7 separate regions of the Mus musculus genome follow, and regions 1, 2, 3, 4, 6 and 7 are each linked to region 5. A link is a contact called in public Hi-C, HiCAR-type and promoter capture Hi-C data. All regions are on one chromosome and are shown on one strand. The core of a region is the stretch at or near the end of the contact, and the rest is flanking DNA. Distances in the headings are between cores, read along the strand shown. Region 1 holds the start of Mrpl57 (mitochondrial ribosomal protein L57). Region 2 holds the start of Sap18 (Sin3-associated polypeptide 18). Region 3 holds the start of Ints6 (integrator complex subunit 6). Region 4 holds the start of 3110083C13Rik (RIKEN cDNA 3110083C13 gene). Region 5 holds the start of Nupl1 (nucleoporin like 1). Region 6 holds the start of Zdhhc20 (zinc finger, DHHC domain containing 20). Region 7 holds the start of Lats2 (large tumor suppressor 2).

Region 1 (2,732 bases), core at 8-2,507, 2.4 Mb before region 5:
GATCTGCCAGCCTATGCCTTCTAGAGTGCTGGGATTAAAGGCAAGTGCCACTACATTCGACCTACTGGGTGCGAGACAGATTACATTTATGACATTTTATGATAATCTCAAAATCTGAACTACTTTTGCATCGATTTTTTTTCTTTTTTTTCTTTCTTTCTTTTTTTTTTTTTTTTTGGACAGGGTCTCACTAAGCCTGGTTGATTGGTCAGGTGCTAGCCTGGAACTCGCAAAAATCTACCTCCTTCAGCTTCTTGAGTGTTGGGATTCATGGCGGACGCCACTCCGTGACCTTGCAACTTTTTAAAAAAATCTCAGGCTGGGCTTGGTGGCGCACACCTTTAATCCCAGCACTCGGGAGGCAGAGGCAGGCGGATTTCCGAGTTCGAGGCCAGCCTGGTCTACAAAGTGAGGTCCAGGACAGCCAGGGCTACACAGAGAAACCCTGTCTCGAAAAAAAAAAAAAAGAAAAAAGAAAAAAGAAAAAAATCTCTAGTACAAGTTAGAAATGATGTTTAATTTTATTATTAAAAAATAAAACAAGAGGCGGGAGAGATGGCTCAGTGGCTAAGAATACTGGCTCCAATTCTGGAGGTCCTAAGTTCAATTCCCAGCAACTACAAGGTGGCTCACGACCATGTATAATGGGATCTGCTGCCCTTTTCTGTCGTGCCTGCATCCACGCAAATAGAGCATTCATATACATATATAAACAAATCTTAAAACAAACAAAAAAACAGCAGTGCCGAGTATTTGTACTTCAAATAGAGTGTTAGTGGAGAAAATGCAGATGCTTGCTTCAATAGGGGCCCATTCGAGTGAGACGAAATGACTTTACACGTACAGAAAACAGGGTTTTAGTGCGTCTTAATACAGTTGCCACTGGATGTTGTTAACAAACACCCAACCACCCGCTCGCCTGCGGCCACAAGGAGAATTTGTCCGCACAGTTTCCATCACAGATCAGCTACGCCCCTTGGACGACACCGCCCGCTGAGAACCGCACTCTCCCGCCCGCGCCCACTCACCGCTGTCCTCGCCGTCCAGCGCTCTCAGCAGCCGGGCCGTCTCGCTGTCCAGCGTGGTGGCCAGACCCCGCAGCTTACAGTGGAAACTCTGGATGGGGTTCATGCTGAGGGCCGCCGAGCCGACTGCTGACCTCCAGTCCCCTCGAACGAACGCGCTACACATTTGAATCCTGCGCAGGCGCAGAAGGCGTCTCTCGCGAGAGCGGAACTCTAGCATCAGGGCCCCAGAGAGACCGGAAGCAGCGCGCCGCCGCATCGGTCGGGGGACGCGGAGCGCCGAGGGGAGCGTGTCCCGGGCCGGTTGGTACGCGAGGTGGGTTTTCGGGGAGCCCCCACCCCCATATCCTGCAGTGTAGTCGGCTCCCGGCCACTCACTTCCGGCGAGAGGCCGAGCGTGCTCTGGATTCGGCCGCGGGATGTGGGCGCAAGCTTGGCACGCCGGTTGCTCGCTTCCCGGGTCCGGGGCTCAGCGACCGCGGCTTTCGTGTCATTTCCTCAGGAGGCACCATGTTCCTCACCGCTGTCCTCCTCCGCGGCCGCATTCCGGGCAGGCAGTGGATCGGGAAGCACCGGCGGCCGCGTACCGTGTCTTTCCAAGCGAAGGAGAGCATGATCCGTCGCCTGGAGGTGGAGGCCGAGAACCACTACTGGCTCAGCATGCCCTACATGACAGCAGAGCAGGAGTGCGGCCACGCCGCGGAGCGACGGGCCCAGGCTTTTGAAGCCATCAAGGCAGCGGCCACTTCCAAGTTCCCTAAGCATAGATACATTGCAGACCAGCTAGACCATCTCAACATCTCGAAGAAATGGTCCTAACCCTTCAAGATTATGGATACCGGACTGCTCTATCCTTACTTGGTCCTGGAGCTGAGAAAATGTAATTTATGTACCAGTGTGACCCCTTCGACCAGTATCTTATTAAAGCAAACATGATTGATTAATAGTTGTCTCATACGGAATACTTGGGACCCTACCTAGGCGTTTGTTTCACACCTGTAATCCCAACATTAAGAGGTGGAGGCAGGAAAATCTTTGCTGATGTAGTTAGTAAGACCTAGACTCAGAAGGCCAAAAGAGACTGTTTGAGGCTCCATATGTGCATAATCGGTCTATTTTCAGGGTTGTTTTTTATTTTTTCTGGCCTAAAGCTTGCAGCAGCCCTCCCTGTGCCTAGCTACTGGAATTACAGGCATGGTTCCCTGCCCTTCTGTAAAATGTGGGGTTTTTTTTTTTTTTGTTTGTCTCACTATATAGCCATAGAACTTGCTGTATAGGCTAGGCTGGCCTTGACCTCCGAGATCTACTGGCCTCTGCCTCCCAAGTGCTGTGACTAAAGGCAAGTGCCACCATACCTTGCACCTTTTAGATTTAAATGCTGTAAAACTACAAACTGATGAGTCTTAAGGCTGAGGTACTTGGCTAGAGCTTTGTTGTACAAGGGGTGTTTTCTTACTTTCTGTCTAGGATAGCCATTCTCAACCTGTTGGGCATGACCCCTTGTGGTGGTTGCAGAACCCTTTCATGAGGCTGAGTATCAGAGATTTGTATTATGATAACAGCAAAATTACAGTTGTGAAGTAACAATGAAAATAATGTTATGGTTGGAGTCACCACAACATGAGGAACTGTATTAAAGAGTGTAAGGGAGGTTGAGAACCACTGCTCTAGAATAGAGCCTGCCTTTGATTTCACAGCATTCTGTAA
Region 2 (2,798 bases), core at 27-2,526, 2.5 Mb before region 5:
TGTAGCCTGGTCCTCTGTAAGAACCTCAAGTGAAGAGCATTCTCATAATGTCTCTGGATATACTCCTAGCAAAGATTTTCTCTAGAGTCTATCAGCAAGAAGGGGTTGTAAGGACTAGAGGATGACTAGCAAGGAACCCTAAAGAATCCAAAGTGTGTGCCAGCTTGCCTTCTCACCGGAGTTCAGAAGTGCCAAGGCCAACAGCTGCTACTGGCAGTGTCTAATTTTTGCAGATATACTACATCCGATTTGTTTGTAAAGCAATCTATTAAAAGCAGTCACCAGATCTTTAACGAACTCTCTGGGTTAGCAGTGACATTCCGAACCTTACATGCTTACTGTCTAGATTTCATTTTTAAAGCAACTGCTTTAAAATGGAGCTATGGGGTTTATGTTTTAGTATCTATAGCATATTGTGAAGGTTTCTTTCTTCCTTCCTTCCTTCCTTTCTATCTTTCCTTCTTTCTCTCTCTCTCTCTCTCTCTCTCTCTCTCTCTCTTTCTTTCTTTCTTTCTTTCTTTCTTTCTTTCTTTCTTTCTTTTTCTGAGACAGGGTTTCTCTGTGTAGCCCTGACTGTCCTGGAACTCACTCTGTAGACCAGGCTGGCCTCAAATGCAGAAGTCAGCCTGCCTCTGCCTCCCAAGTACTGGGATTAAAGGAGTGCGCCACCACTGGCCGGCATGAAGGTTTTTTCAATCAGTCTTTCTCACTGATACTTTTGTAGTTTTTGTTTTGAAACAGGCTCTCTCCACATAGCCCTGACTGTCCTGACACTCTGAAGACCAGGTGAAGGTATGCATCACCATGCCGCTGGATTTGCCTCTCTTGAATTTTGCGTGACATAAAAAGAGCCTATTTCATTCATAGCCCCTAAACAGACAGCTTTACCCCATCATCTACAGAAAAGGTATCATTTCGCTGGCCTTGCAGTACCTTTCTGCACTGGGGGTCCATATTAACCAGTTCAGTCGGTTTATCATCACTATGACTACCTGGTTCATATTTTTACATGTCATGTGAATTTTCTTAAGTTTTTCGTGATCGCTACACATTTTCATCACTACGCATGAAAATATTACGTTAAGCTGACCTGGGCAGTGAGCACGTAAGAAAACAACTAAGAACGATCAAGACGCCTGTAGAGCACTGCGCATGCGTGTGCCCCACCCCTCTCCCCAAGGCAACACGTACGCGCGCGCGTGCGTGCGTGTGCACCCACACATACGGAAATACGCCTGCGCCATGCGATGCCCCGCCTTGCCACTCGTTTCCTATAAAACCTCGTGCCTTTCCTCGCGAGAGACGACTAGCTCATGCTCGCCGCAGGGGTCGGAGGTCAGGGCGAGCGTCTCCCGGGCCGAAGGAGGAAGATGGCGGTGGAGTCGCGCGTTACCCAGGAGGAAATTAAGAAGGAGCCGGAGAAGCCGATCGACCGCGAGAAGGTGCGGGTTGCGGGCGGCTGCGGGGCAGAGGTGGCAGCAGCGGCGAGCTGGCGGGAGGGCGGGCGCGGCCTGCGGACGGGTGGGCGGGCAGGCCAAATGGCGCGCCCGAGGCTGACTCCCTGCTTCTCCGCAGACCTGCCCGCTCCTGCTGCGGGTCTTCACCACCAACAACGGCCGCCACCACCGAATGGACGAGTTCTCCCGCGGGAACGTGCCTTCGAGCGAGCTGCAGATCTACACCTGGTGAGCCGCGCGGGACCCGGGCCTGGCGGGCTGCGTCCTCGGGGACAGCCAGGGCGGGCTCGCCCGCCGTGTGACGCCTTTCGGGAGTGGGGATGAAACGTTAGGTCAGAGTGAACTGACCGGCGTCGCTCTCGCCGTGTGGCCGCCCGGTACAAAAGGATACGTAGGTAGCTTACGGTGCGGTAGGATAAGATGGTAGAGGACGGGGAGGGAGATGGCTGTTGAGTGAACCGTGTTCGCAGAGTGGAGGCAATGGGAAGCCTCGAGCCACGCAGCACCAAGATATTAAAAAGCACCATCAACACCGAGCCCTTTCTGCCCCGGCCCTTGGTGTCAAAGCGTTTGGTGTTTGCACGGTGAGGACGGCTGTCCCAAGTGTTTCATCTCCGAGTACCTGCCTTGCTCAGGACCCACGCAGCTAGGACCGTTACAGGCTTGTCCTTTGGATTGTGTCAGGTTGACACTGTAATAGCTTTGGAAAAGCAGCAAAGGCGAATTTTAATACATTTTTGTTGCGGTGGTAAGATACACCACAAAAGAGTCCCTTTCTCGGGAAAACAGACAAACAACCCCCCATCCCCCCACCCCCATCCAAAACACGAGCTAGTGATTGAATTTATAAGGGAAAACTACTGAGTAGCGGCTGAATTTAAGCCACTCTCCACATACTAAAATTCCGTGTCCCCCAACAAATGAATTTTCCAGCTTGCCCGGACTTTGCTTAAGTGCTGCTTTTCTATTCCGTGAGCCCAGCTTTCTAAAGAGGGTTATCTCTCTGTTATCTGTAGAGATTGTTCCAGAACCACATGGATATCAAAATCTTGGAATAATCAAGTTTTTCACTTTAAAAATGTAGTGTTTACTGTACACACCTTTCAGCATATGCTCTTGAGACTTTCTGCTATAAAGCTTACCCTTCTTCTGCTAGGGCACTCAGACTGTAAAAGCTTGTTTAATTTTTAAAAATTGCCTCAAAAGAAAATCAGAGTTTATGCCAGCATTGAAGTTCACTAGGAACGATATATAAAATTTCGGAGTTAATTGCAGAATAGAGTATGAATTCTGGCCAGGTAAAATTTAGTTGCAAAAATACATAAGAAGGTAACAGTTGTC
Region 3 (3,023 bases), core at 334-2,833, 2.5 Mb after region 5:
ACTCTTCCAAAGGTGGCCAAGAATGAACCTGCTTGCCCTACACCTTTTGTTAAGTTAACAACCGTCTTAATACTTTAATAACTTCACTGGGAAATTTGCTAACATAACATCCTCCAAATTGTGTGCAAGGGACGGGTGTTGCGACGGTGCTAGTGGGAGGCAGATGGCAGCAGGACTTCTTAAGTTGACCACAGCTGTCCCACCGATCGGTGGCCTTCCTAGTTCCACTCTGTGATGACCAAGTCTCGAAGCCCCCCTCCAGGCTTCCCTGCCAGCTTTGGCTGATTCCCTTTTAATGCAAACCCGGGCTAGGCAAGGCTGGGCCCCGCTGTCACTCGGGCTAACTTGAATAAATATCCCCCACAGTTCATTGCTGCCGCTCACGCCGCGGAGGGGAAATGTCGGCCATGTTGATCGTAGCGCCTCCGCCGCCAGGCCGAGCAGGACCCGGAGGGGACGGCGGTGGGCCAGAAACTGCCACCTCGCTGACGCTCCCGGGCTGGGGAGGGGTGGGAGGCCGCGGGGAAGGGACCTGGAGGCGGGAGCGGCCGTGGGGGAGGGGAGCATAATGAAGAGGGGGCGGGGAGGGCGAGCTAGGCAGGATCAGGGAAGGGAGGGGGAGGGCGAGGGCTGTTACCTTGATAGCATAGGGCGGCTCTTCGAAAGTGACCAGCATATACCTGTCTCCTCTGCTGGCAGGGTCCCGGGCACGGAGCTGCGGGCCAGGGTGGGGACGGGCGGGAGAGAGGGAAACACAGAGGCGAGGTTACCAGTCGCAGAAGGGTCGCTGGCCGCCCCCACAGTACCGCACACGCAGGGCCGTCCCTCCGCCGCCCCCCGCACCCACAGCAGCCCCACATGGGCCAGGCCCAGCAGAGCCCGCTCCCAGCGCCCGCCCGCCCGCGCGGTGGGGGAGGGGTCCCCGCGCCCGCGGAGCCCGCAGTAAACCCGCTGCCCCCCGCCCTGCCCCCCGCGGGCCACCGGGTCCGGGTCACCACCGGGGCTGGGTTAGTCGGTACCTTCATGAAGGTCTCTACCGCGCCTTTGGCCGTGTCCAGGTAGGTGGTGCCCAGATGGCTGCGCTGGTTCATAGAGGCAGACGTGTCTATCAGGAACAGTAAGATGGGCATAGTGCTGGCCGGGGACACCGGGGCCCGAGGTGGTGAAGAGATGGCAGAGGTGGAAGCACCGGCGGCGGCGGCGGCAACCGCCGATACGCGGGGCGGGGAACGCGGCCCCCGGGAGGAAAACACCAGCTATGGGGAGTTTCTCCCCCGATAGTTGAGAGGAAACTCCCCAGCCCAGGTCCTCCCGGCCGTACCCCCGCCTCCGGCCTGCCTGCCCGCTGGGGCGGCCGCGCGGCCGTCTGTCCGTCCGTCCCCCCCGGCCTGGGGGTCCCGTCCCCACTCCCGGACCCTGTGTGTGTCCCCGCGGGAGACGGGCCCAGTTCCCCACCCCACCCCCAGTGCAGGGAGTGGGGACCAGGGATCTGGCGAAGAGGGGAGTGGGCTGAGGGGAGATTGGCCCTGGGGCTGTTGAGAGAAGTTTGAGAGACTCCCTCCGCACCCCAGCGGTGTCACCACTTTCTCAGCCCCTCTCGCTACTGAAGCGCTTTTCTCTCTCACACTCCGGTTTTAACTCGGGCAGGGGCTACGTAGGCTCCGCCCCTGACACGTACTCGGGTCATGTGATCCACAGGCCCACTGCCCTATTGGCTGGTCCTTACAGCCTCATTAGCATATTCAAACAGCTCAGGGGCGGGGGAAGCCTGCAGGCCGACCGAGAGGACAGTTATTGAGCACGCGCGGAGGCGGGGCAGCGGGTGCACGCTAGAGCCAGCGCGCAAGGGGCGGCGGGCGGCCCGAAGCCCGCAGCCGGGAGGCGGGCTTCGGGAAGGGGCGGGGACAGGCCGCGGAAGCACCGCGGGTTGGGGCGGGGACTGCGTCGGCGCGCGGAGGGCGGGCAGCGGCCCTAGGCGTGTGTGTCAAGGCGGCCGGCCTTTTGGCTGTGCGCGGTGACAGGGTCGGGAGAAGGGAAGTGGAAGCCGCCCCCAACCTGTGGGTGAGGGCCCTGCGTCGCGATTTGAGAACGCAGGGCCAAGAAGGGTGAACGGACGAAGAATACGGGAGCGCGCAGGCCCACGCGGCTGCAGCAGGCCGGGCCTTGGGGCGGCCCGGAGGGGGCGGGGGAGGGGAAGTGAGAGGTTGTTTATGACCTGGTATTAATCCCCGCCGGTCTTTCGGCTCCGGCTCTAGCCGGTCAGAGGATCCACCGAAAAGGAAGCCAGCCCTGGAGTGCCTCACCCAACCCTGCAAACCCGAAGCGGAACTCAGATGTGGACTAGTAAAGCAACTGTCCTCTCCAACCTAGTTCTCTCTTCAAATCGTGTTAAGGCACTAGACTAGATTAAGAAATGAAAGGGGGGCCTTCCAAATCCTAATCCACTGCCCTCGTTTTAAAAGTGAAAAGGGATGACCACGTTGCGCAGGTGACCCAGAGAATAGATAGGTTCCTGGGAAACCCGCCTCTCAAGTCTTTGCCAGTGTTGTGTCGGAAAACATTCTCAACCCCTGTCATATTAAGTCTTCAGTCTGCACCTGCAAGTCCGGAGAATTGTTCTCAAATGTAGTTGGGAAACTGCAAGACCCGCTGCCTGAAATATGAGTTGAATTCGGAACATTGAGGCCTTTTAAGAGTCGGTATTTGTAGGGCTTCTCCCACTGGCCCTGCATTTCCGGATTTTCTCTGCTGAAATTCTGGCCTGCTGGGCATCTGTAGTGACATGCTTGTGGCGCTTTTTTAAAATCAGGCTTTGTTGTTTGGGCTTTTCCTAATATTTCAAAAACAAAAGCCTCAGAACGTTGTTTAACTTATTATCAGTAAATAGTAGCATACTGTTCTATGGGAATAAACCATAGTACAGGCATGAGTTTATTAGAGAGTAAGACTATTAACTGATTAAATAACAACCAGGATGTGCTGCAGGCTAGTTATGCCTGGGGCTGGTAGAAATTAATATATGA
Region 4 (2,755 bases), core at 152-2,651, 2.3 Mb before region 5:
GTTCTGGATAGGATGGAATTGAATATGCAAACAGAAAAACCAATAATGAACAATAAATTTGGTTGACATAGAATGAACAAAAATGTTGGGGCTGGAGAGATGGCTCAGTGGTTAAGGGCTCTTGCTGCTCTTATAGAGGGCCCAGGTTCAGTTCCCAGCACTCTTGTGGTCCCTTAGGATCACCTGTAACTCTAGTTCTAGGGGCCCAATGCAAGCTTATGGCATTTGGGCATCAGGTCTGCATTCAGTGTACACACATACACGCAGGCAAAACACTCATACATATAAAATGAAAACAAATCACAGAAAACATTAAAAAGTAGTCTATAATGCTTGTGTAGCTTTTTCCACCTCTGATGTGGTGTGAGGTTGGAGTCAATGTTTGTATAAACTGTTCAATAATCAAACAGTTACCAACCTTTAATCTGTAAGGTATGCTTTTCTTTTTGTTGTATTTTAATGCTTGAGTTTTCCCACTAGAACTAGGTAACAGAAACCTAGCAAATAAGGAAAATAAAAAACTGCTTTTAATTTTAAAAACCCTAAAACCCAAAACACTGAAATGCCTCTCTCTATAAAAATCTTAGAGAGTACATTCAAACTTTCCAAGGTTTTACAAGACCGGGTTCATCTTGAAGTAGGGTACTTAACATTTGCATCCTGACAGCTCAGGTTTAGGAAAACTTGTTTTGCCGCGTAGGCGGGGTCCACTAAAACATTACGGTTTCGACTTATGTAACAGCTGTCATTGGAATTGATAAAATCTGCAACTATCAGCTGTTTAACTTTTAGAGTTGATATTCTCTAGACTGGGGGGGTGTGTGGCTCACACAGTAGGTCGACGCCACCCTTTTCAACAAAGAAGCGACCAGGGAACTCTTTAACGATGCAGGCTAACTAAGGGGTGCCCAGCCCCCGCAAACGTCAAGGACCCTTCTCCATCCACCAGGTGGGCAGAGGCGTGCCCCAGCCACGCCCACACGCATCCCGGGCGGGGCCTCCCGCCGCCTCCTCCCGGAACCCCCCAGGCCCTCCAGGCTCGTGCCAGGCGCCTAGGGTCTCCTGTGCCTCCGCCCCCCTCCCAGGGGTGCCTGAGGGCGGGGCCGGGCTGAGCCGTACCTGCGCCGACACCGTTCGGGAGCCCTCGCGCGCGGCTGCTTTCACGCGGCCGTGATGCCATGCCGCTCCTGCGCCTGCCAGGGCTACCCCGGCCACAGCCGCTGCGAGAGGGCCGCGAGTCGGCACAGCTCGTCGGCCGGCCGCGAGCCCGCGCCGCAGCCTTCCGCCCCAGGCCGCCAGCCAAGCGCTTCTTCCCGCAGCCGCCGCCATCTTTGCGGAAGCGCCCGAGCGTCGCGCCCCGCCCTCACCGTCTGTTGCCCGAGAACAGAGTTGGGCTCTCGCGAGAGCTCATCACCCTCCACCGTGCTCTGCGCGTGTGTTGCTAGGTGTGGCTGCTTCCTCGACGTTCAAGCGTGGTTTTGAGGTGACCCTCGGCTCCGGTGACAGTTTCCAAGGCAAAGGACATGAGTTAGCTGGTTAACTGTCCTAACAGGTCAGGTCACCACTGTGGGCCAAGAAGGGGCTGCAGGGATGGCTCAGGGGTGAAGGGTGCTTGCTGCCCTTCCAGAGCACCACAGCTGGATTCCGGAGACTTAAGGCCACAGATAAGTCCAGCTCCAGGGCATCCAGCGCCCCCTTCTGGTCTCTACCCCCCCCCCCCCATGAAATTAGACTAAAGGAAGGGTAATAGATTCTGGGTGGAATATATTGGACAAACTAGATTAAGAATAGGGACTAAGAAGGGTGTTGATGATAAATGCGGAATCAAATTAGATTTAGCATGGTTTTTCAGTCGATAGACTTAAACATAGCATCTTTAGCTCTCTCGGGAAAGCCTATGTCAGTCGTAAGTGGGCACATTTAGAGCTGGAGAGGGAAACACTTCTAACAGTAAGCGGCAGAGGGTGCTGGGTATAACCACTGTGGGTGTTGATGCAACAGTAGAATTTCATCCTCAAAGAGGCTAGGGTAAGGGGCTGAAAATATTGACGATATTATATTTGCCCCAAATGTCACATGTCTGATTATAGTGAGTCACTTGAGACAGTTGGTTCAGTGGATAAAGGCACTTCATGCCAAGCCTGCCTACCTGAGTTAGAAGTCAGAGAAGAGAGTCCTATAAGTTGTTTTCTGACCTCTGGTCTGCGCAGTGAGTTCCAGGCCACCCATAACTACATAGTGAAATCCTGTGTCAAAAGGAAAAAAGGAAAGAATATGTGTACATGCTCACCCTTACAGATCTCCGTTTTTTATAGCTAAATGCCCTTTATATTTATTTATCAAGACTCATTTTTTATGTGTATGCCTCTGTGTATTTATGCCACATATGGGTGGGTGCCCCCAGAGTCCAGAAGAGGGTGTTGTAGCTGGAGATAGAGGCAGTTGTGATCAGCCTGATATGGGTGCTGAGAATGGACCTCTGGTGCTCTGGTAGAGCAGAGAACACTCTTAACTGATGAGCTGTCTACTCAGCCCCTAAAATTTGGTGTTTGAATGAAGTAAAATGTACAGGACGTTAGCATTTTGACAACATTTGCATGTACAGGTCAGTGCTGTCAGGCCCTATGCATGGCATTTAGCAACAGCCATTATTTTTCTTTGGATTTTTTTTTTTTTTTTGTAATCTTTCAAAGCTGGCCAACACTTTTCAAGGGCCTATCTCTGTTTGTCTGCTCCTCCCGAGCGCCTGGTCTTT
Region 5 (3,151 bases), core at 3-2,502:
TGAAAGTTAAAAGAGACAGCAGAGCACACCGTCGCCTGTGTCTCGACAACATAGGTAGTGAAGATTAAGAAAGCATATGCAAAAATGGGACTTAACTGGGGCAGTCTGATTGTACTGTTATTTTGGATTTGCTGTATCTAACGGGGGCTGTTAAGAGAGAGAGAGAGAGAGAGAGAGAGAGAGAGAGAGCGAGCTTTCTTTGAGACATTAAGCCTATAGGTCTTGTTATGCCTCGGGAGATACCTGTCCTTCGAGTACACATTTCCTCATTTGATCAACTCTTTACCAAAGGCCGAGTCTGAGTGATTAATGCTTTCAGTGAAATAGCTTTTTGGAATCCCTAGCTACTCATCTGTCACTACCGGAATCTATTACACAAACTGAAGAATATACCACTTAAGCTTGCAGTGAACGGAAAAGATCATGTGGTGGATGGTTATAACACAAAATGCTTTGCGATGCTATGCTAATCTGTATAGGGCACAAAATAACTATGATACAATACATGCCATAAAAATGTTAAAAAGACAGAAGGGGGTCCTGTGGCACAAAGGCTTGAAACAAACAAAAAATCATAAATCCAATGCATCGTAACGTTCAAAACCGAAATCTAAACCACCCGGGGATATTTTTTTTAACTTACATCCTACCTATTTTTCTGTTCCTAAAAGCCAGCAACAAGCTGTCATTCATTCAACACTCATTCTATCCCTGAACCCGAGGGGTCGCGTAGGCGTAGCCGCGACTCCAGGCCGCTTCCCGCAGTCGGGCCCACTCCGCGTCGTCGCGGCGCGACCGGGGACTGCAGAGCCTCGGCGGCAGGGGTCCACAGCCCACTGCGCGGCTCGTAGGGAAGCCTAGCAGCCTGAAGGCAGGCCTCGATGTGCAGACCTCCGCGGGGAAGCACCAGGGTCCCCTGCTAGGCGGCACCATTACCTAGACGCGACGGTCCCGAAGGAGAAGCCGCTGCCCGCTCCGGTCCCGCCGGGGGCCACAGTGGTGGAGCCGAGGGTCCCAGACCCGAAGGAGAACCCCGTGGCCATGGCGGCCCTTGGCGCGAAGGCGTCAGCTAGGGTGGAGAGGCCTAGGACGCTTCTGTCCCTTCACTGCCGAAGAGGGACGTGCCACATAGCTGGTGCCCAGCGGGTACCGGGTGGGAAACAACCCCAAGCGGCGGTGCGGCAAGGCGAGGGCGGAGTGGGCGGAGCCACAGGCGAACGCATGCGCGACACCGCCCGCGCGCCGAACGCACTAGAAGCGCGCCCGCCGCGCAGGGAACCCTGGGATCGGAGTGGAAGCGGTACTCGTGTGAGGCCGGGCGGATGAGGTAAGGTGGGCGCCCCGCCTACTCGCTTAAAGCGCTAAGCCCCTGAAGTGCCCGGAGAGTCTCGCGGGATTTCGTGCTTTACTTCCTGAATGAAGGCCCTGGAGTGCGGCTTCGGTCCGGCCTCCTGTCAAAAGCCATGCGTAGAGTTCTAGAGTTGGAGAAGACCTTGGTCGTCACCTCACATTCCTCCAAGGGGACGTCTGAGTTTCATTTGGGTGTCGCTGCACCCGAGAAAAAAAGAGGGTGTCTACCTTTTGAGGGTCCAGAAATGTACGGGTTTTAAGTCGCACACGCTTCCGGTCAGCACCCCATGGTACTGCACGCTTGTGCTTCCTGCACGGAGGGTTCAGCGGGGCGGCGTGACACTGCCAGGCTCCTCTGCCTCCGAGTCTGAGGTCAGGACACTGTGCCCCAAATCCTAGTGGACGGTGAATGGGATGGGTGCCGTTCTTGGGGACCTTCCCTGAAGACTGCTTCCTGGCTATGTGGCTTTCCCATAACTTGGGGTATTTACGAGAGGAACTGCGAATTGGAAAGTGTAAGGACAGGGATGAGCGATCTGGCTGGAGAGCTGGCTCAGCACCGACTGCTCTTCCAGAGATCCTGAGTTCAATTTCCTAGCAACCACATGGTGGCTCACAACCATCTGTAAAGGGATCTGATGTCCTCTTCTGGTGTGTCTGAAGACAGCTACAGTGCACTCATACATAAAATAAATAAATCTGAAAAAAAAAAAAAACCCAGAGGGATGTAAATTAGAATGTACGGGCACCCGGAGCAACGTGGGCACCAAGAAATGCTTCTTAGCGGTGGTCTGGGGACACTGCCATCATATCATGGTTCTTTAATTCTCTGGCAGGAATTGGCATACTATTCCTGCAAGTGCGTTGACCAGCTGCCAAGTTTTGTTCGATGAAATTGATCCCATCATCAGACCCCTCAGATTTATGCTAAAGCACAATCCTCCCCATGGTAGTGATTCGAACAAAAGCCCAACGGTCTCTGAGTCTGGCCCTCAGTGCCCTTTATATGACAAATCCTTGGCACTTCTTTTCTCACAGCTCCCCCACAATTCAGCACTTGTTTTGTGTTGACCTTGAGCATTGCTACCTGCAGTTGGCTGAACCGGAACACCCTCCAGATTCATTGTAGAGCCCTGTCCTCTCCCCCAAATACTCATAGTGATGAAAACTCTGTTCCTCGCCATTTCCCTTTGGCAGGTCACAAAAGTTAGATGACGTCAAAAGGTGTGTTTGGCACATGATGTCATGTCAGCCATGAGCCATGCAAACTACAATAAGGAGTAACCTGGCAAGATATCTTTATTGGTGCAGTAGTGGCATGAATGTCCCAGTAAACTTTCCTTTTAACTGGAAAAAAAAAAACAAAAACAAAAAACCTAAGAGGAACCCAGATTTTTATTGAAAGGCTCCAAAACTTGAAAATACCAACATAAAATTAGCAAGAGCTACATGTCTGGCTCTGAGGACTCATAAGGTCAGTGAGAAAGGATGATTATTTTAAAATATAGTAGAGACTAATATATGTCTATGACCAGAAAAACTGTGGGCATATGGAATACTTTCAGTAATTCTGTAAATCTGTGACTTTAAAATTCAAAAATTACTGAAAAATCTCAACCTGACTCTAATAAAAGCTTGTGCAAAAAAAAAAAGAAAGAAAGAAAGAAAGAAAGAAAGCTTCAGAAGATACATTCAAATTATCATATATTCATGTATGATTTATGGCAAAGTTTAGCTATACAACAGTGATAGTTGACCCATATCCCACAGAGACAAAAAACCTGGAATTTTTGATCAATGG
Region 6 (2,748 bases), core at 79-2,578, 2.4 Mb before region 5:
TCATTCTTGTATTTACCCCGTATGTTTTTCCCCAAAGAAAATCTGTCCTTCAGATAACCGAGGGCTCTGTCTGAAAATTAAAACCACATCACTTCTGGGAAACCAAGGGACTGCTTTTTCTTAGGGTTTTATTTAATAATGCTGACGGGAGACGAACACAGTAAAGAGCCAGTAGGTATAGAACGCACACTCAAAGCTTACAGGCAATTATTTAGTATCACTGACATAGTAATGGCCTAGGGTGTTAATGACAATGAACCAATCGGCTAAGTCATGTAAGTATAATGCAACGCTATTCCTTTATCCCAGGAAATCAGGTAAGAACCATACGGTAAAAAAAATTAAATAAGAAAAATAGCAAAAGTAAAACTAAACCAAAGCCCTAAAACTAAAGGTATAAGCAATACAAACCTACAAAGTAAACAGGCAAAAAAAAAAAGTCATTGAGCTTGCACCTCTCTTGTTCAATTCCTTGTGCCTCAAAACAACATTTTGTGTAAATCCAGCACTGAGACCCCCAGATGAATATTAAAAAGGGTCAAATACAGCTCAGACCAGGGGCTGAGCCCACACTGCAGACCCGGGAGACACACCTCCCTCCCAGGCCCCCAGGCTGCTTTCAGCTTACGCGCTTCTTCTCGCGCAGTTTGGGGAGCAACAATCTGGGAGGAAAAGATTTCTTTGTGCGTGTGTGCGTGTGTTTTAGCCAAACTGACCTCACAAGCCGTCTCAGAAGGGGTTCTCTAGTTCAAAAGGAAAGGCCTTTGTGAGCATTCCGTCACAGAAGGGTGGGAGCCCCAAGGCGACTGCAGCCACCCGGAAGCTTGGAGCGTGGGCGGCGCGCAGGCCCGAACTCGGGACCCCTCGAGCAGCGAGCCGTGGGCAGAAACCCACGGACAGGGGCCCCCACCGCCGGAGAAGCGCGGGCCGGAACCCTCGGACGTGGAACCCACGGGCTGGGGAAGCGCAGGCCGCCCCGCGGAATCAGAACGCGGCGCCGAGGCCTCGGCCTGCCACCCGCGGCCCGGCCCGCCGCCCGCGCCTCCCGTACTCACTCACGCACAGCTCCACCACGTACGCGTAGTAGGACCAGACGACCACAAAGGTGATGAAGAGCACCGGAACCCAGCCCACCACGCGTTGGCAGCAGCGCCAGAGTGTCCAGGGCGCCATGTTCCTCTGCTGACTGCCGGGTCCCGCTGCCCACGATTCTGTAGGACCACAAGACCCCAGCGGCCCTGTCGCCAGCTTCCCCGCCCCCGAGGCTCCGCCGCCGCAAGCAGTGGCGAAGGGCGACGCCACAACTCCGCCCCTCCCTGCGCCTGGCCCGGGTCCGCCCCTGACCCCGCCCTCGGGCCCGCCTCCGGGCCCGCCTCTCATCCCGCTGCGAGCTGTGAAGGGCGACGCTGCAACTCCGCCCCTCCCGGCGCCTGGACCGGGTCCGCCCCTGCCCCGCATCCTGCCGCTCCGCCCCTAGTCCCGCGCCTGGCAATCCCCGTAGGGGGTGGGGCTACCCGGCCGAAGGAGGCGGGGCCTGAAGTTGGGGCGGGGCTTCTGCTCAGGCCCGCCCATGGGATTTGGGGGTGCCTTGGTGGAAAAGAGAGGAGAGTGCTAAGGATGTGTAGGAGGCCATCTAGGACTGGGTGACGAGAGGGATGGGGATGCGCAAGGGGAGAGGAATGAATTCTTAGCTGCCCTGTGTGCCTTGGGTGGCACTCTGTATAACACTCTTCCCCTAGGTCTTTCAGGACCCATACAAGTCGGGTTCCCTATTACATAAGGCTGTGCATCACTCAAGCGTGCAAGCAAGAAAAATATTATATATACTTAAATATAAGACTCCTGTGACTATAATGTGTCTCCAATGAAGAATCCCCTGGGATAATTTGGTCCACGTATCGCTCTCTCCACCATGTTTTGTTTGAATTGGTAGGAGCCTGAGATTTAAGGTGGAAGCCATATACAACAGGTCAGTTTGATTTGGAGTCCACATTTAAGGTTACACCATGAAAGCAGAATATAGAAACAGCCCTTTCCTGGAGTGGGATTTTCAAATATTTACAGCTGGAGATTGCTAAGTAATGACTGCAATCTTAGAATCTAGAAGCCTTGCTGTGAAACATCATAATGTACAATCATTAGGAATAATTTCATACATTCTTTTAAAACACAGTACATTCATTTATTTACATTCTATGTGCGGATGTGCATGGACCACTGCTCATGAGGATGTGTGGCCCAGGGGTTGTCTGAGGACAAATGAAAAGTTTTTAAGTTTGGTTTGGGTTGGTTTGGGTTTTGGCCCTGGGCATAGTGGCACATGCCTTTAATTCCACACACTCAGGAGGAAGAGGACAGTGGAACTCTGTGAGTTTGAGGTCAGCTAAAACAGACTATTTACTAAAGTCTCCAAGAAGAAGGTAACTGCTATTATAGTATGATAAAGACTTAGTAAAATGAGTATTAATATTTAGTCACCATACACTACTGTTACATTAAAGTAACATGTATACAATAAGAAAATTGCAACATGCCCTAAAGATGACATTAGGACCCAGAAGTGCACACCTTTAATACCAGCACTTGGGAGAGAGAGGCAGGTAGATTTCTAAGTTCAAGGCCAGCCTGGTCTACAAAGTGAGTTCCAGGACACCCAGAGCTACACAGAGAAACCCTGTCTAGAGAAAAAAAAAAAAAAAAAAAAGCAAACATATTCTGACTTCAAATTTTTGACTACATATTAGTGGC
Region 7 (3,207 bases), core at 485-2,984, 2.5 Mb before region 5:
TATCATCTGTAGTCCTTCAAGCATACTATTTTTAAATAGTACGAAATATTACTTAAAAGTTTCGCGCTATTACAAGCATGAAATAAATACAAAACGTTGTGTTGGTCTAGGTTTCCCGATACAAACACAAAACCCCCACCCCCGCGTTACCCTCCCCCACATGGTTCCCCAATAGCTTTCGTTCGAGTTTAGTGTGGATTTACCAGCTCCAACCTCCATTCTACTCTCCAGTGGGTTTTAAGGGCCTAGGGCAGGCTATTTACAACACAGCATTTAAAATAACAAGGCATTTTATTGTAAACGTGTTCCCCGCCCATCATTGAAAGTCCCTCCCACCACTGAAAGTCCCTCCCACCAAGGCCGTGATTTCTCGAAGGAAAGAAATAACCCACAGCTCCAATTTACATTTATACTATTCCAACTAGATGGCGAAGCTGAAAAACTCTCAGTTCAAAACTTCGGATTCTGTAATTCTGTATAGCAGCCTCTGTTGGTACCATATGAAGCTGACATTTTGAAGTGTGGTAAAAGTTAAGCAATTTCAAAGGAACCATGGTGAATTCGTTCAACAGCGTTTTCTATACCTGGATAACCAAAATTTTACGAGAGGCTGAATACTGTAATGTATTGTTAACTATAGTTAAGTTAAAAACAGGCTTTCTAAGCAGCGTCTGCATTCCTATGCTGGAAGATTTTTTTTTTTTTGTTAGCGCCTTATTACAACAGTTGCTAAAAGGGGAGAAAAGAAAAATCACAAAAAGTAGCCTTGTCTCCAGATTTAGCACTCAAAACTGGTGAGCATCATTTACTGACCTAACCTGGGGTTAAACTAAAAATATGGAGCAAGACTTGGTACAAATTCCCTAATAAGCGGCTACATTACGGGCAAGCAGGGGAAATTTAAAGGCGTGAAAAGTCCTCGCTCAAACTTTTTTGTCAACAAAATCTGCACGTCCAGTTCTCTCCCGCTCACACTCACAGGCATAAGTTTTCACCCGGCCGCCTCCTGCACGCCGCTGGTGGCCGAAGTCGCCCGGGCGAGACCCGGGCCACGCAGGCGAGGCTCGTGCGTGACCAGCGCTACGGACTCAGGCCGTGGAGTCGCGGCGGAGGCCGGCCCGGGAGAAGTCGGCTCAAAAGAGACGTTACGCAACCGCCCCGCACCGACCGCCGGACGGCGCAGCCGGGGACGGGACACCGGACACCGGGCGGGCACCGCGCCGCCGAGGGCCAGAGGTGCAGCGCGCAAGGCCGCGAGCGCGCGTGGTGGACGGCGCGGCGCACGGAGGCCCAGGCTGGGCGGGGTCGGCGCCGCGGGACGCGGGGTCTGGGCCTCCGGACGCCGCCGCGCGAGCACAACAAAGCCGCCCCGCCGCCGCCACCCGCTGCTCCGCACCCGCCCGGGACCCAGCGGACGGGTTGTCCCTGTCCCGCAGGGCAGCTCGCCCGTGGGACCGGGCGGAGCCCTGTCCCGACAAACTTCCCGGCCGCGGCCCCTCACCTCCGGGAGCGCTCTACACCCTCGGCGGCGTCCTGGCCCGCGGCTCCGGGACCTCGCGCGCCGGGAGACCGGGCGCCGGTGGCGGCAGTGGTTGCTGACCCCGGAGGGTCGGGGGAGCCCGGGGAAGCGGCGGCGGCGCTGGCGGCGGCGGCTCCATCTTCCCGGGGCGCTCACGCCGCGGTTCCGAAGCGCAGACCCGAGCGGGACATTCGCTACATTGTTGGCATTCCACGGGCGTCACGTGACCCCTCCTCCCGCGTCACTCCCGGCCGCATACCAGCCCGGGCGGGGCGCCCGCGGCCTTGCTACCCGCCGCCCGCTCCGCCCCACGGGCCGCTTCCTGCGCCGCCTGGCTGGGCGGCCACCTGCCCTGCGCTGGGCTCGCGTCGGAAGCCCCCAGCCCGGGAGCGCCGGTTTCCCTAAACGCCTCGTACCAGTGGGTGAGAAAAGTAAGTTCACAGGCCCCGGTGCCAGCCACGGAAAGTGCAGCCGGCTGCTGAGACCCGGGCATCAAATAATAAACCGGGACGCCTGACAGCCTGGGCTTAACCGGACGCAGGCTAACCAGCTCCCTCCCTGGGCACGTTTTAGGAAAGTGCCTTATGGTTTTATAAAACACATCAGTATTGCACGAACCAGCCGAGGAGACTGGCGTTTACACTTCGGCCACTCCTTTATCCTCCATTTGGGGATTTGGTCCAGGGACAGACGCTGAGAAATAACAGCGTGGAAGCAAAGTCTTTCGTTTACTATTGGCTGTCTAACGTCACACTCCCCACCAACTTACGATCTGTGGTAAGTGATGGTGGGGACTAATAGTCTTAAAAGTCAACCAGACTTCCTCTTTAATTAGCAAACGTGACATTTGAAGTTTCAATTCCGGAAGAAATTCACAAGAGTGAAGATCATTTGTACCAGTTTTTATTTTTGTCCTCGGGAAGGAAGTCGAGCCCCCTCTCCTGTGCCAAATTCAGGCTGTCTTGTCAGAAGAACCCTTGTCAGGACTGTTTTAACTGCCTCAACAGACTTTAGTCCTGGACTGCCCCTCACCACCACCACCCCCACCCCCACCCCCACCCCCACCTCTCTAATTCCCTTAAGGCTTCTTCCAGAGATTCTCATTTCTTTGTCCTTTGAACTTTAATAATTAAGCCTCTTGCAGATTAGCCTCATTTTCTTTAGTCAGCCTGACCCTGTGTGCTACACTGACATCTTGCACCGTGATGAGAAACCAATGCATCAAGTAATATTCTGTAAAAGAGGAGTCTAGCACTCACCTGGGAACTTCCTCCCCCATCTCCCCAAGCGCACTGGCAACCTTCACTGTGTGTTAAAAGTTCCTATCTCTTGCTCTAAGAAATGTTAGGGAAGCCGGTTAGTGATGCACACCTATAATCCCAGCTCTCAGGAAAGCAGGTGATCTCTGAGTTCAAGGTCAATCTGGTTACAGAGAGAATTCCGGGACAACCATGGCTACACAGAGAAACCCGGTAGAGGGGGAAAGTAGGGGTGCAGAGGGAGGGAGGGATGGAGGAAGGGAGAGAGAGACAGAGAGACAGAGACACCAGTGCCAAGGGATCCAATGCCTTGTTCTGTGGGTAAATGCACACACACATGTGCATATGCTTAGCACAGACACACACATAAATAAAAATAAATCTTTTTTTTAAAAGAACAAAAATAACTTTCTTTTTGTCAAACAGTGG

The links. Promoter capture Hi-C pulls out the DNA fragments that hold promoters and counts their contacts. A called contact is a pair of places that touch in the nucleus more often than the background predicts. HiCAR-type assays count read pairs that join an accessible place to other places.
Region 1: a promoter capture Hi-C map of liver shows a contact between it and region 5, with 5 times the contacts expected there. The contact joins the promoter of Mrpl57 here to the promoter of Nupl1 in region 5. A contact is called at or near these places in 5 of 39 promoter capture datasets (cranial neural crest, hippocampal neurons, liver and 1 more), 4 of 115 datasets of contacts at active chromatin or transcription factors (astrocytes, embryonic stem cells and large pre-B cells) and 1 of 9 other capture datasets (adipose tissue).
Region 2: a HiCAR-type map of astrocytes shows a contact between it and region 5, with 5 times the contacts expected there. The contact joins the promoter of Sap18 here to the promoter of Nupl1 in region 5. A contact is called at or near these places in 5 of 39 promoter capture datasets (cranial neural crest, hippocampal neurons, liver and 1 more) and 2 of 115 datasets of contacts at active chromatin or transcription factors (astrocytes and large pre-B cells).
Region 3: a contact with region 5 is called in a Hi-C map of uterus, with 5 times the contacts expected there. The contact joins the promoter of Ints6 here to the promoter of Nupl1 in region 5. A contact is called at or near these places in 2 of 39 promoter capture datasets (the C10 cell line and pre-B cells), 2 of 484 Hi-C or Micro-C datasets (CD8 T cells and uterus), 2 of 115 datasets of contacts at active chromatin or transcription factors (astrocytes and thymic regulatory T cells) and 1 of 9 other capture datasets (adipose tissue).
Region 4: a contact with region 5 is called in a promoter capture Hi-C map of liver, with 4 times the contacts expected there. The contact joins the promoter of 3110083C13Rik here to the promoter of Nupl1 in region 5. A contact is called at or near these places in 5 of 39 promoter capture datasets (the 3T3-L1 cell line, hippocampal neurons, liver and 1 more), 1 of 484 Hi-C or Micro-C datasets (CD4 T cells) and 1 of 115 datasets of contacts at active chromatin or transcription factors (large pre-B cells).
Region 6: a contact with region 5 is called in a promoter capture Hi-C map of pre-B cells, with 4 times the contacts expected there. The contact joins the promoter of Zdhhc20 here to the promoter of Nupl1 in region 5. A contact is called at or near these places in 2 of 39 promoter capture datasets (liver and pre-B cells) and 1 of 115 datasets of contacts at active chromatin or transcription factors (astrocytes).
Region 7: a promoter capture Hi-C map of pre-B cells shows a contact between it and region 5, with 4 times the contacts expected there. The contact joins the promoter of Lats2 here to the promoter of Nupl1 in region 5. A contact is called at or near these places in 4 of 39 promoter capture datasets (the C10 cell line, hippocampal neurons, liver and 1 more) and 1 of 115 datasets of contacts at active chromatin or transcription factors (astrocytes).

The regions. Positions count from the first base shown.
Region 1 is chr14:57,824,982-57,827,713 of GRCm38.p6, forward strand. It overlaps Mrpl57 (mitochondrial ribosomal protein L57), which reads left to right and starts at 1,258. Exons shown (of 2, transcript NM_026401.2): 1 at 1,258-1,341; 2 at 1,528-2,732. The coding sequence starts at 1,536. The coding sequence ends at 1,844. Ska3 (spindle and kinetochore associated complex subunit 3) reads right to left here and starts at 1,182. Exons shown (of 9, transcript NM_198605.3): 1 at 1,029-1,182. The coding sequence starts at 1,131.
Region 2 is chr14:57,796,913-57,799,710 of GRCm38.p6, forward strand. Sap18 (Sin3-associated polypeptide 18) reads left to right here and starts at 1,277. Exons shown (of 4, transcript NM_009119.3): 1 at 1,277-1,442; 2 at 1,576-1,685. The coding sequence starts at 1,314. It overlaps Mir3077 (microRNA 3077), which reads left to right and starts at 1,512; the gene lies at 1,512-1,575.
Region 3 is chr14:62,759,529-62,762,551 of GRCm38.p6, forward strand. Ints6 (integrator complex subunit 6) reads right to left here and starts at 1,584. Exons shown (of 19, transcript NM_008715.2): 1 at 1,020-1,584; 2 at 638-715. The coding sequence starts at 1,130. 4931440J10Rik (RIKEN cDNA 4931440J10 gene) reads left to right here and starts at 973. Exons shown (of 7, transcript NR_045503.1): 1 at 973-1,058.
Region 4 is chr14:57,997,911-58,000,665 of GRCm38.p6, forward strand. It overlaps 3110083C13Rik (RIKEN cDNA 3110083C13 gene), which reads left to right and starts at 1,402. Exons shown (of 2, transcript NR_166770.1): 1 at 1,402-1,552. Micu2 (mitochondrial calcium uptake 2) reads right to left here and starts at 1,352. Exons shown (of 12, transcript NM_028643.3): 1 at 1,120-1,352. The coding sequence starts at 1,329.
Region 5 is chr14:60,250,227-60,253,377 of GRCm38.p6, forward strand. Nupl1 (nucleoporin like 1) reads right to left here and starts at 1,253. Exons shown (of 15, transcript NM_170591.2): 1 at 937-1,253. The coding sequence starts at 1,043. It overlaps Gm38641 (a long non-coding RNA gene), which reads left to right and starts at 1,248. Exons shown (of 3, transcript XR_874661.1): 1 at 1,248-1,327.
Region 6 is chr14:57,889,008-57,891,755 of GRCm38.p6, forward strand. Zdhhc20 (zinc finger, DHHC domain containing 20) reads right to left here and starts at 1,329. Exons shown (of 13, transcript NM_029492.5): 1 at 1,056-1,329. The coding sequence starts at 1,173.
Region 7 is chr14:57,744,389-57,747,595 of GRCm38.p6, forward strand. Lats2 (large tumor suppressor 2) reads right to left here and starts at 1,735. Exons shown (of 8, transcript NM_015771.2): 1 at 1,502-1,735. It overlaps Gm52140, which reads left to right. Exons shown (of 3, transcript XM_030248241.1): 2 at 907-1,950. The coding sequence ends at 1,924.